Regions from separate parts of the Mus musculus genome. Here region 2 is linked to region 1. The links are chromatin contacts, called in public HiCAR-type maps. All regions are on one chromosome and are shown on one strand. The core of a region is the stretch at or near the end of the contact, and the rest is flanking DNA. Distances in the headings are between cores, read along the strand shown. Region 1 overlaps Rora (RAR-related orphan receptor alpha). Region 2 overlaps Rora (RAR-related orphan receptor alpha).

Evidence for each region. HiCAR-type assays count read pairs that join an accessible place to other places.
Region 2: a HiCAR-type map of kidney shows a contact between it and region 1, with 2.6 times the contacts expected there. The contact joins two enhancer-like sites. A contact is called at or near these places in 1 of 39 promoter capture datasets (liver), 1 of 484 Hi-C or Micro-C datasets (liver), 2 of 115 datasets of contacts at active chromatin or transcription factors (fibro-adipogenic progenitors and kidney) and 1 of 9 other capture datasets (adipose tissue).

What each region holds. Positions count from the first base shown.
Region 1 is chr9:68,938,658-68,943,618 of GRCm38.p6, forward strand. All of the region lies in intron 1 of Rora (RAR-related orphan receptor alpha), which reads left to right. Among named protein-coding and RNA genes, the nearest start is that of Gm31262, 120 kb to the left of the region's middle. Within about 2 kb of position 2,549, at least 55 of the 459 cell types and tissues checked have an H3K27ac peak or open chromatin away from gene starts, as enhancers often do. A contact at or near this core is called in fibro-adipogenic progenitors and kidney, where this site is marked.
Region 2 is chr9:69,180,348-69,185,139 of GRCm38.p6, forward strand. All of the region lies in intron 1 of Rora (RAR-related orphan receptor alpha), which reads left to right. Among named protein-coding and RNA genes, the nearest start is that of Gm46153, 120 kb to the right of the region's middle. Within about 2 kb of position 1,319, at least 24 of the 459 cell types and tissues checked have an H3K27ac peak or open chromatin away from gene starts, as enhancers often do. A contact at or near this core is called in fibro-adipogenic progenitors and kidney, where this site is marked.

The DNA.
Region 1 (4,961 bases), core at 1,299-3,798:
CTGGTTCAGGACTCTTCCAGTTGCACCTGACCATGTTTTGGTCAGATGCCAGACACTGTTGTGTTAGTTTAGACAGTAGAGGAGTCATTTCCAAGGGTACATTGTAAAGACCAACCACATATTCCTTTCTCCTAATACATGGAAAATGGAGTCTTTGAGGCTTTGAGCCAATTAGTCACACCTTTCCTGTTTGGCTTGGTAACTTAAGGCAGTTTGGTATTTTAAGTTTCCTCAAGGTTGAAAGACCTTGGCCTTTCAATCAAATGAGGATGATGGCTTTTGTGCCAAGATTAGGGCCTTATGAGATGAACAATAATAATTGTTCAGAGAAAGATAACTCTTCAGCGATAGCCATGATCCAGCGCTGTGCTGATTTCTAGGGGAAAGAAAAAAAATCAAATTCCTGCACTGGCTATCTTGACTGCAGTAGGCTCAACAGAAGGCCAGATGGTAGAGGAGAGGCATTCTGGGTATTCCTGAGTTCACATTCCAGTTTTGCCACTTGGCAGCTATTTGCCTCTGTTTTTGTGGGTCTGCCCTAATGGAATATTCTTCATAAAGTTATTAGGATGAACTTGACAGTCCACACTGACCATTCTGTAGGGCTCCTGGCCCATAATTAGTAAATATTTACAGGGTTTTTTCCCAAAACAACTCCCCCGCAATAACCAAAGCTCATGGTGGAAGTACTTTCTATGCACGGGCGTGACTTGATTTGGCTGGCTTCAGACGTGGTTCTTGGCATCTGGAGTTTTTAGCACTGTCTCCTGCCCCACCAAAATGCCTGTCTTGCATATTTCGCCATTATTGGCTAGCTTTTGTCTTGAACAACCTAAGAGGCATTCATTCTTTATTTTATGTTTTTTTGGAGGCATTTAATTCTTTGCACAAGAAAATGATGAAGTTTAAGACAAATACCCAAGCAGTGCCCCTTGCTGAAGTACAGCCAGTCTGGTGGGGCACTCTACGTAGTATCTGCTGGGGGCTGATTGGAGTGGATAGTTGTATTGATTAATTTTCCATCACTTTGACAAAAATGCCACGACCAAAAGCAGTGTAAAGATAAAAGAGTTTATCTGGGTTTTGCATACTAAAAGAGGGGGTCCATGGCATTGGCAACTGCAGAAGGAAGCTGAGAGATCACATCTTCAAGTGCAAATGCGAATCCAAGAAATTGAACTGGAAGTAGGGGGAGGATAGGAACTCTCAAAGTCCATCTCTAAAGACGGGCTTCCTCCAGCAAAGCTATATCCCACCTCCCCAAACAGTGCCCCCGCTGGGGCCCACGCCTTTAAATACTCACACCTCTGAGCACCAATTCTTCCATCCACAGCAGTTGGAATGCTGTCTTCCGCACTGCAATGCTCTTCTACACTGATTGAGACCATTACCGAGAAAATGCCAGGCTAGGTTTCTCCCCTCTATAGCCACTGTGTGAAGAAGAGAGTACCAGGTTTTCATTAAGGCAGAAGACCTGATAGATGTGTGGTTCTCTCTGTTTCTCCATCCTGGTGAGTTATGAAGAGACATACCCTGGTGCCAAGAGTGACACCAAGTCTCTCCATCAGAATAGCCCCTCAAGTTGCCTCACACCAGGCTGGGCTACACTGAGACCTTGTTCCAAGACTTTGTTCCAGTGAAGCAAGAACTGTTTGTAAGCAGCTAGAGGAGGTAGAGAGAATAATACTGCTTTGGGCATGGCTCTCCCCTTGACCCAGAGGGCTCCCTGGAGTGATGGATGCCAGGGTCGCCACATCAGATAGGCTTGGATCCTGCATAATTACATCTCTATGGAACTTTACAGAGCGACTCTGATTCTTCTCTCGCACACATTTCCTTGCGGCTGGTATTTCCTCGGTGACTCTCGAGGCTGAGTAGCCACAGAGCATGCATATTGTATGGGGAGGCTCTTCATCAGCAATGCCAACCTTGCTTTGTCCAACTCCAAGGGACTCGGGTTGCGAATCACTCTGTGATCACCTCACGCCATCCATAGCAGACAAGAGCAATCGTCCACAGAGGCAAAGATGAGTAACTTCTGGGAAGAGTGCATCCCTTAGTTCTCCAAGGGCTGCACTTTGAGGATCGCTGTGTGTGTAGTGTCTAGCAGTGCAGCCTACCCTGCTCCAGCAGGGGAGGATAAAGCTACCAGTTTGAGTCTGATGTTTTATTTATCTGTACTGGTAACTTTATGTAGGGTGTGTTTCTCTGTTTGGGCCTCAAGGCTGGTTGAGCAAAAGGCGGGAAACATTAATAAGTAATAGAGAGAGAGGGGCTGTCCATTTATAGTCTTTCAGAGATGACCTGGTTTCCATTCCAATGGGAGCGTTAGTGTTGTTTTAGAGTGATAGGCATCTGTGGATGCTTGCAGTGGTGCATTCGGGGATAACCAGGAGGGACACCTGCTTAGGCTATTTTTAGAATAAAAATTAAGAAACCTCAGGCAGCCCCAGGGGCCCTCCCCAGTTGGCAGTGCACACACTGTGAGCCCGAATAGTCCATTTTCCTGGGGTTGCGTGGGATCACTGTGTTCCTTTCTGTTCGCCTCCAGTGTCTGGTTATTATTAAACCACCCTTTGTGAGAGATTAACTCTGGCTTCCCTCCCAGTGAGGAGATGTCTACACAGAGCCAGAGTAGGCAGCCAATGGCAGGCACATGGGTTATTTGGTGTCGTACAGGAACAAACAACTGGTTGACAAGCCAGTTCTTCACTTTCTGATGGCTTCCCTTGGCATGGTAACAAGCTTCCGTAGCACATGGTATAAATGCTTCCCGAGCCTGCCTGCCTGCCTTCATTCATTCAGAAAGTATTTCCTAAGGGCCCCCTGTGGGATTTATTATTTCTAAAATGGGGATAATCGTGGTACCTATTGCATAGAATTATGTGGATTAAATGAGCTAATAATGTGTTAAGGATTTAGAACAGTGCCTGGCACGTAGTTAAGGCTTAGTCAAGTCAAGCTTGGCTGTGCAATTGAAGGGCTGATTTTTTTTTTGTTGTTGTTGTTCTAGGTGAGAAATGGACAGTGGAGCCAACAGTATAGAAAGAAAGATAGTTTCTGTGGTAAAGTAGGGAACTCAATTTTTATAGTGTGTGTGTGTGTGCGTGTGCGTGTGCGTGTGTTCAAATTAGTCTGGGAACCAGAGGTCATCCTTGGGTGTCACTCTCTAGGCAAACCTTACTTTTGAGACACTCACTAGCCTGGACTTGGTCTACAAGGCTACACTTGCTAACCAGCAGGCCCAAGGGATCCTACTTTTGGCCTCACCAGTGCTAAGATTACAAGCACTCTATCTAAGCACTTGCCTGGCTTTTAAATGTGGGTTCCGATGACCAAACTCCAGTTCTCATTGATTTTGCTGTGTGTGTTTGGGGATGGGGTGTTGTTGTTGTTGTTGTTTGTTTTGGTTTTTCAAGACAGGATTTCTCTGTGTAGCCTTGGCTGTCCTAGAACTCACTCTGTAGACCAGACTGGCCTCAAACTCAGAGATCTACTTGTCACTGCATCCATAATGCTGGGATTAAAGGCATGCGCCACCACTGTCAGGCTAATTCTCATGATTTTAAGGCAAGCCCTTGACTGACTGGCCCATCTCCCCAGTGTGAGGGATTCATTTTAATGGGGCCAAATCTATAGACAAGGGTGATGCTTCCTGATATCATGGTTCACAGAGTGAAATTCTTTGAGCGGTCATATCACCATCATCTGAGTGTGAAATATAAATTCTTTATCCTTGCCCAAGGGTTTCAAGTCAAATATTTCAGAGTTTGGGCCAGCAATTTGTGTTTGAATAAAGCCTCAGAGATTCTCCTTGCTAAGTTTGAAAAGAGCTGCCTAGTCTCTTGATGGCACTGGGAAAGAAAAAACTTGGACAATGTCTGCTTCATGACCTATACTGTATTTAACATCTACTAGTCCAGCAGGAGGCAGGCTCTGGACAGTAGCTCCTTCGTAAGGCAGGCAACAGCCTTGTTAACTGGCAGGGACCTTGTTAGTGCAGGCCCAGCCTGCTTCCTGAGCACAGGCAAGCCAAACCTCAGCTCTCCTCCTGGCTTACTGCCAACAGGGCACCACAACACACCCCTGTCATCCATATGCTAAGGATTCAGAGCTGGGGCTATGCTAAGTGGGTTTTTTTCCAGAACAACTGTGAGCTGCAAGGCCCCAGGGCACCTCTCATCACGTTGAGAAACGAGGGGAGACCAGCCTCTCTGGGTCCTTTCTAAGCAGATGCACATCTGGTTTGTGTGAGTCTGCCTACACACACCCAAAGACAGCCCATGGCCAACAGAATGTATCACACCAGCGCCTCTGAGAAGCTTGTTGCTGGCCTGGCTTTTATTACTGGTGTGCAGCCACCTCTGCGATGGAACGCCACAGCTGGAGAGAATTTGAGAACATCCGTCTAGATTTTCCGACTTTGCCCATTTGTTCGGTCATACAAATTTGTATGCTCCAGAATGGTGGAAAATAAGAAGAACATATCTCCCCGTGTCTACAAACCTTCAGCCCTTCCCTAAGGAACATTCCAGAATGGCAAGGGTCATGGCTCCTACAAATACCTACTGTTCAGGATAGATAGAGTGTTCTATGTCAATAGGAGAATACCAACTAGATGTGGAGTTAGAGGTTAAGACATAAGTGTGGATGTCTCATGAGGAAGGGGGAGGCTAGTTAGTGTTCCAGGCCTGGAAGGTGGGGCAGCAGAATCTTAGGATACATGCATAGAAAAGGGGTCTTAAGTAAAGGGGGATTGAGAAAGTATGAGAGATAGAGGAAATAGAGAGTGCTCAGAGGGAGGAACGAGTGATCCATCTAAATCATCCAGAGCCTAGACCATAAACAGAGAAATGGAGAAAATCAGCTCTTTGAGAATAGGTTAGTATGCTTTCTCCAAGGCAAGGGGTTTGGACAACATTTATGTGGAGGCCAGAAGAAAGTCTGATGAAGACTAGGAA
Region 2 (4,792 bases), core at 69-2,568, 240 kb after region 1:
AACAGATAGTCACCCCTAGAAACCGGGAGATCCCCACTTTTCTACTGGTACAAATCTTTTAGAAACCCAGGAACCAGTTTCCCATGCTGGTTCCCCACCCCAGAAGCAGGTCGGATTTACCTAGTCGTCTCAGGTTAAAGAGAGAGCTGGCTCGTGTTACATCAATTTAGTTCCAAACCCAGAGGAGTCCAGACTCAATCCCTGGGGAATAAAGCTGCCTCTCTGGTTCTATCCATTTTAGGACAACCAGGTCTTACCTTTGCCCTAGCTTCCCCTCACCATTTTCTTCCACAGCAGAAATAATGTGTTCCGTGGTCCTGGAACAACAGTTTGGTGCATGAATGATTGCCAGAGCACGTTCTAGAGTCTGGGCTCTGAGAATGTTCTGTGGCTCAGATGAGAGTCACAGACATCAGGTATTCAGTGAAGCCAGGCTATCATGTAGTATAAAAGGATGCATCTCACAGCTCTAAAAAAAAAAAAAAAGTCTAGGAATAAATAAGAGCCCATTAGGCTGCTTAAGGCAGGAGGAGCTGGGGCTGGGAGAAGGGTAGGCAGAAAAAAAGGACAGGAAAATGAGCAGAAATCTGAGAAATAGGCTGGAGAAGGCTCAATGAGTTGAATGCAAACATGGGGGCTTGGGTTTGATTGCAGCACTCACATAATGAAGCCAGGAGTGGGGCCATGGGCTGAGGAGGCAGACCCAGGAGGACCCCCAAGGTTCGACAGCCAGCCCTCTAGCTTCCTGGACTAATGCCCACTCTGTGAGAAACTGTCGTTAAAAGCTAGGCAAGGCCAGGGAGGTGGCTCGGTGAATAAGGACACTTGCCTGACAACCTGAGTTCAATCCTAAGGACCCACATAGTGGAAGGAGGGAACCAACTCCTGTAGGCTCTAACTTACACAGGATCACAACATGGCACAGACATGCACAAGAGGACTCACACACACACACACACACACACACACACACACACACACACACACACAGTAAGTAAAATTTAAAAGGCAGACAGTGTCCAAGGAATGACACTGTAGACTGATCCGTGGCTTCTACAAACACATGCACACACAGGAACACATACACAGTGCATGCACATACATGGAGAGAGAGAGAGAGAGAGAGAGAGAGAGAGAGAGAGAGAGAGAGAGAGAGAGAGGAGTGGGAGAAATCTGAGAATGTGCTGGCTTCCTGTTCTTAGCTGCTGGAATTACAGAGTTGTTATGTAATCCAAGCCAGCAGCTTGTGGGGATTTGGCTAATAGTTAACTTAATTTCTCAGGAATGTCCTTTTTTTTTTTTCCCTAAGCAGAAAGAAAGTAGAACTCTGGTCAATGAATCAAATGTTGGGAGGGCCAGCTGGGAGGACCTATTCCCACAGGACCCACCCAGTGCTTGATACTTTACTCTTTTTTTTTTTTTGATACTTTACTCTTTAGTTGCATACTGAGTGCAGGCTAAAAGAATTATTCCCATTAGGAGAGGACGACTCCTGGAGATAAAGGAGCCTTTTACTTTGAATGCCTCCATGAGAAGAAGTAGCAGTTGACAATTCCACCCATACAGTATCTTCCTGTCATTATAAAACTATAATAAAATGATGGCTCACAGTAAGGCTCTAAGACTCTACATAGTAAATAATAATAATAATATGAAGAAGGAGAAGAAGAAGAAGAAGAAGAAAAAGAAGAAGAAGAAGAAGAAAGAAGAAGAAGAAGAAGAAGAAGAAGAAGAAGAAGAAGAAGAAGAAGAAGAAGAAGAAGAAGAAGAAGAAGAAGAAAAAGGACTCATATCAGTGCCAAAGTGAAGGAATTCTTTGCAGCCCAGTGGCTCATCTGCAGTCCAGTGGTCCCAGAGGCCACACCTGTTATCTGGGGCTGGCTGGCTCTGTGGCTGAGACCCCTGGCTGAGTCTCACTTGCTCTGGTGAGTCACTTCTGCTTTCATTACTGGTGATAAAATTCTGAAAGTTTGCCTGCTCCTTCCCTGTCACTTTTCAAGCTGCATTCAAAGCGCCCTTTCGAACAGGACATGAAATATGGAGTGTTAAGGGGAATATTCAAAGTCAAGAGGAAGCTGACTTAGCCGGAATGTTCCATGTGTCTGGGTTCAAAGCTTCCAGCTTTACCAGTTATGGCCTCTGGGGTGACTTGTTTTTTAGGTTGTTACCTTGGAAACTGAGGCATGGGTTTCATCCATGTCAAGAGGGACAGTACCAACGTCATCACTCGAAGATTATTGGGAATACTTAGGTCATGTGGCAGCAGCTTTGGAACACAAGTAGGAAAATCGAGATGTTTGCAGGGGGCACTGTGGTCACACATTCCCCAGTGACAGGGACACATTCTGAAAATTGCATTTTGGATATCCCAACCCCCCCCCCCTTTGCGGTTTTATGCTTCTTTCACTGGGACATAACAAATTCCAGTACAAACTAAGCTATGTTCCTAAGACCTATCCTAGTTGACAAAGTCAAGATTTGAAAGACTAAGACCTCATTACAAACAAGAATTTAAAGAAGAGAGGATGAAATTATTTCCATAAATAAAGATAAAGGAATGTTTCTTTAAATGTGTGTGTGTGTGTGTGTGTGTGTGTGTGTGTGTTTGTGCACATGCATGTGTGTATATACCACAGCACATGTGCAGAGGTCAGAGGACAACTAGAGTTGGTTCTCTCTTACCATGAGGGTCCTGGGGATTGAACTCTCCTCTTCAGGCTTAGTTGCATGTACCTTTACAAACTGAGCCATCTCCTGTGCCCTTAAATGAATATTGTGTACAGGGTGTCTCTGTAACTACTTCCCAAGGTATTGGAACTGCCCTAGTAACACCTTCTTCAGCTGCTGAGGAAATTCCACGATGTTCACAGCCCAGGCAGGAATCACTCACACTTCCTGTGAGGGAGGCATGGCTTCTCAGTTTTCTGGCCATCCCTTTCTAGCTAAAATTATCTTTCTATTATGAAATATTCAGGGACTAGGGATATAGTCTAGTAGAGTACTTGCCTTGCTTGCACTGAATCCTGGGTTCAATCCTCAGCACCCGGTAAGATGGGGGCGATGGCACACACTTACAGTCCCTGGAAATGGAGACAGAGGAACATCAGAAAGTTCAAGGTCATCCTTGGCTATATTGTGAGTGTGAGACAAGCATGGCCTACATGAGGCCCTGTTTGTAAGAACAAGGAAGGAAGGAAGGAAGGAAGGAAGGAAGGAAGGAAGGGAGGGAGGGAGGGAGGGAGGGAGGGAGGGAGGGAGGGAGGGAGGGAGGGAGGGAGGGAGGGGAGGGAGGGAGGGAGAGAGAGAGGGAGGGACGGAGGGAGGGAGGGAGGGAGGGAGAGAGACAGAGACAGAGAGAGAGAGAAAGAAAGAAAGAAAGAAAGAAAGAAAGAGAGGGGGGAGAGGGAAAGAGAGAGGGAGGGAGAGGGAGGGAGGGAGAGAGAGAAAGAAAGGAAAGAAAGAAAGAAAGGAAAGGAAAGGAAGGAAGGAAGGAAGGAAGGAAGGAAGGAAGGAAGTCAGCTGAGCCAATACAGTGTTTTCTATGCAAGCATGCACAGTCTGAGATTCCCAAAACCTACATAGAAAAGAAAAGGGGAAAAAATGTGATGCTGTGCATTTATAATTCAGGTCTGAGGAGGCACAGACAGGAGGATCCCAGGGGGCGTAGGTCTCTAGCCAGTCTGGTCAATCAGTGAACTTGATCCCAGGGGGCATAGGTCTCTAGCCAGTCTGGTCAATCAGTGAACTTCCGATTCACCCACGCTCATCAACAGGTCAACAATAGGTGAACTCTCATACGTCAATACCCAAGCAGTCTTTGGCAAGACTTTGATACATTGTGCCCTTTTCCCATGCTAAATCAAATGCCAATCATGATACTGTTTCATTCAGGAATATTTCCCATTGTGTCCTGTCTGAACTGAAAGCTGCTCTCTCCCTCTCTCTCCCCCTTGTTCCTTTTCAAGGCCACTCAGGAAGGCCTTGTGATTAGCACTGTGTTTTGCCTTCTAAGTCCTGCCACGTCCACAAACTCAATTTTCTGTTCTGTGCTTCTCTAGAGACCTTCCGGTATGGTGAGCATTAAATGTATCTCTCTGTGAACATTAGCAGACTTCGGACTGGTAGATAAAGATGCTAGTTTTCCCAGGAATCAAAACCTAGACAGTGCCTACCTCTTTCCTGCCTTCATTGCAGAGCACTGCATAAAGCGTACTGAGTTAAGCAGGGATAATTTTTCTGATGTAAAGTCTGGTTAGGCTAACTCTTTACCCAATTACACAGCACTGTAGACCCTCGTGAAAGCAGCTAGCTCTGTCACCACTGTCCCCTAGGAAAGGTCAAGGCTGCAATTAGCAGTTGCCATGAGAAACGGGGCCTCACAACGAGATACCTGAAACAATCAAAACAAAGAAAAACAAAGCGATTCTGAATAAGCGTTCCCATTCATTGTTTCATTTTATCTACCCAGTAGCCCTTTGAAATGGGTGTTTCCATACTAGCCTTTTTCTCATGATTAAAATTTTATTTATATACCTTTATTGTAGGTATTTTAGGAGACATAGGCAGGGCAATGAGAAAGTGACCCATCATTTCCTATCTCCTGGAAATAACCACTCTAATTAATTTAGTGTATATATTTTCGATCTGTCTTTTCAATGTGCTTCTTCTTTTTTGGCAAAGATTATTCTCTGGCATTTTGTATCCTTCTGCTTCCCTTGCTTCATGCTGCTAGAACATCCTTCTCTGAGATTTGTGTTATCCCATGATATAGACATCCTTGACCTACATCATC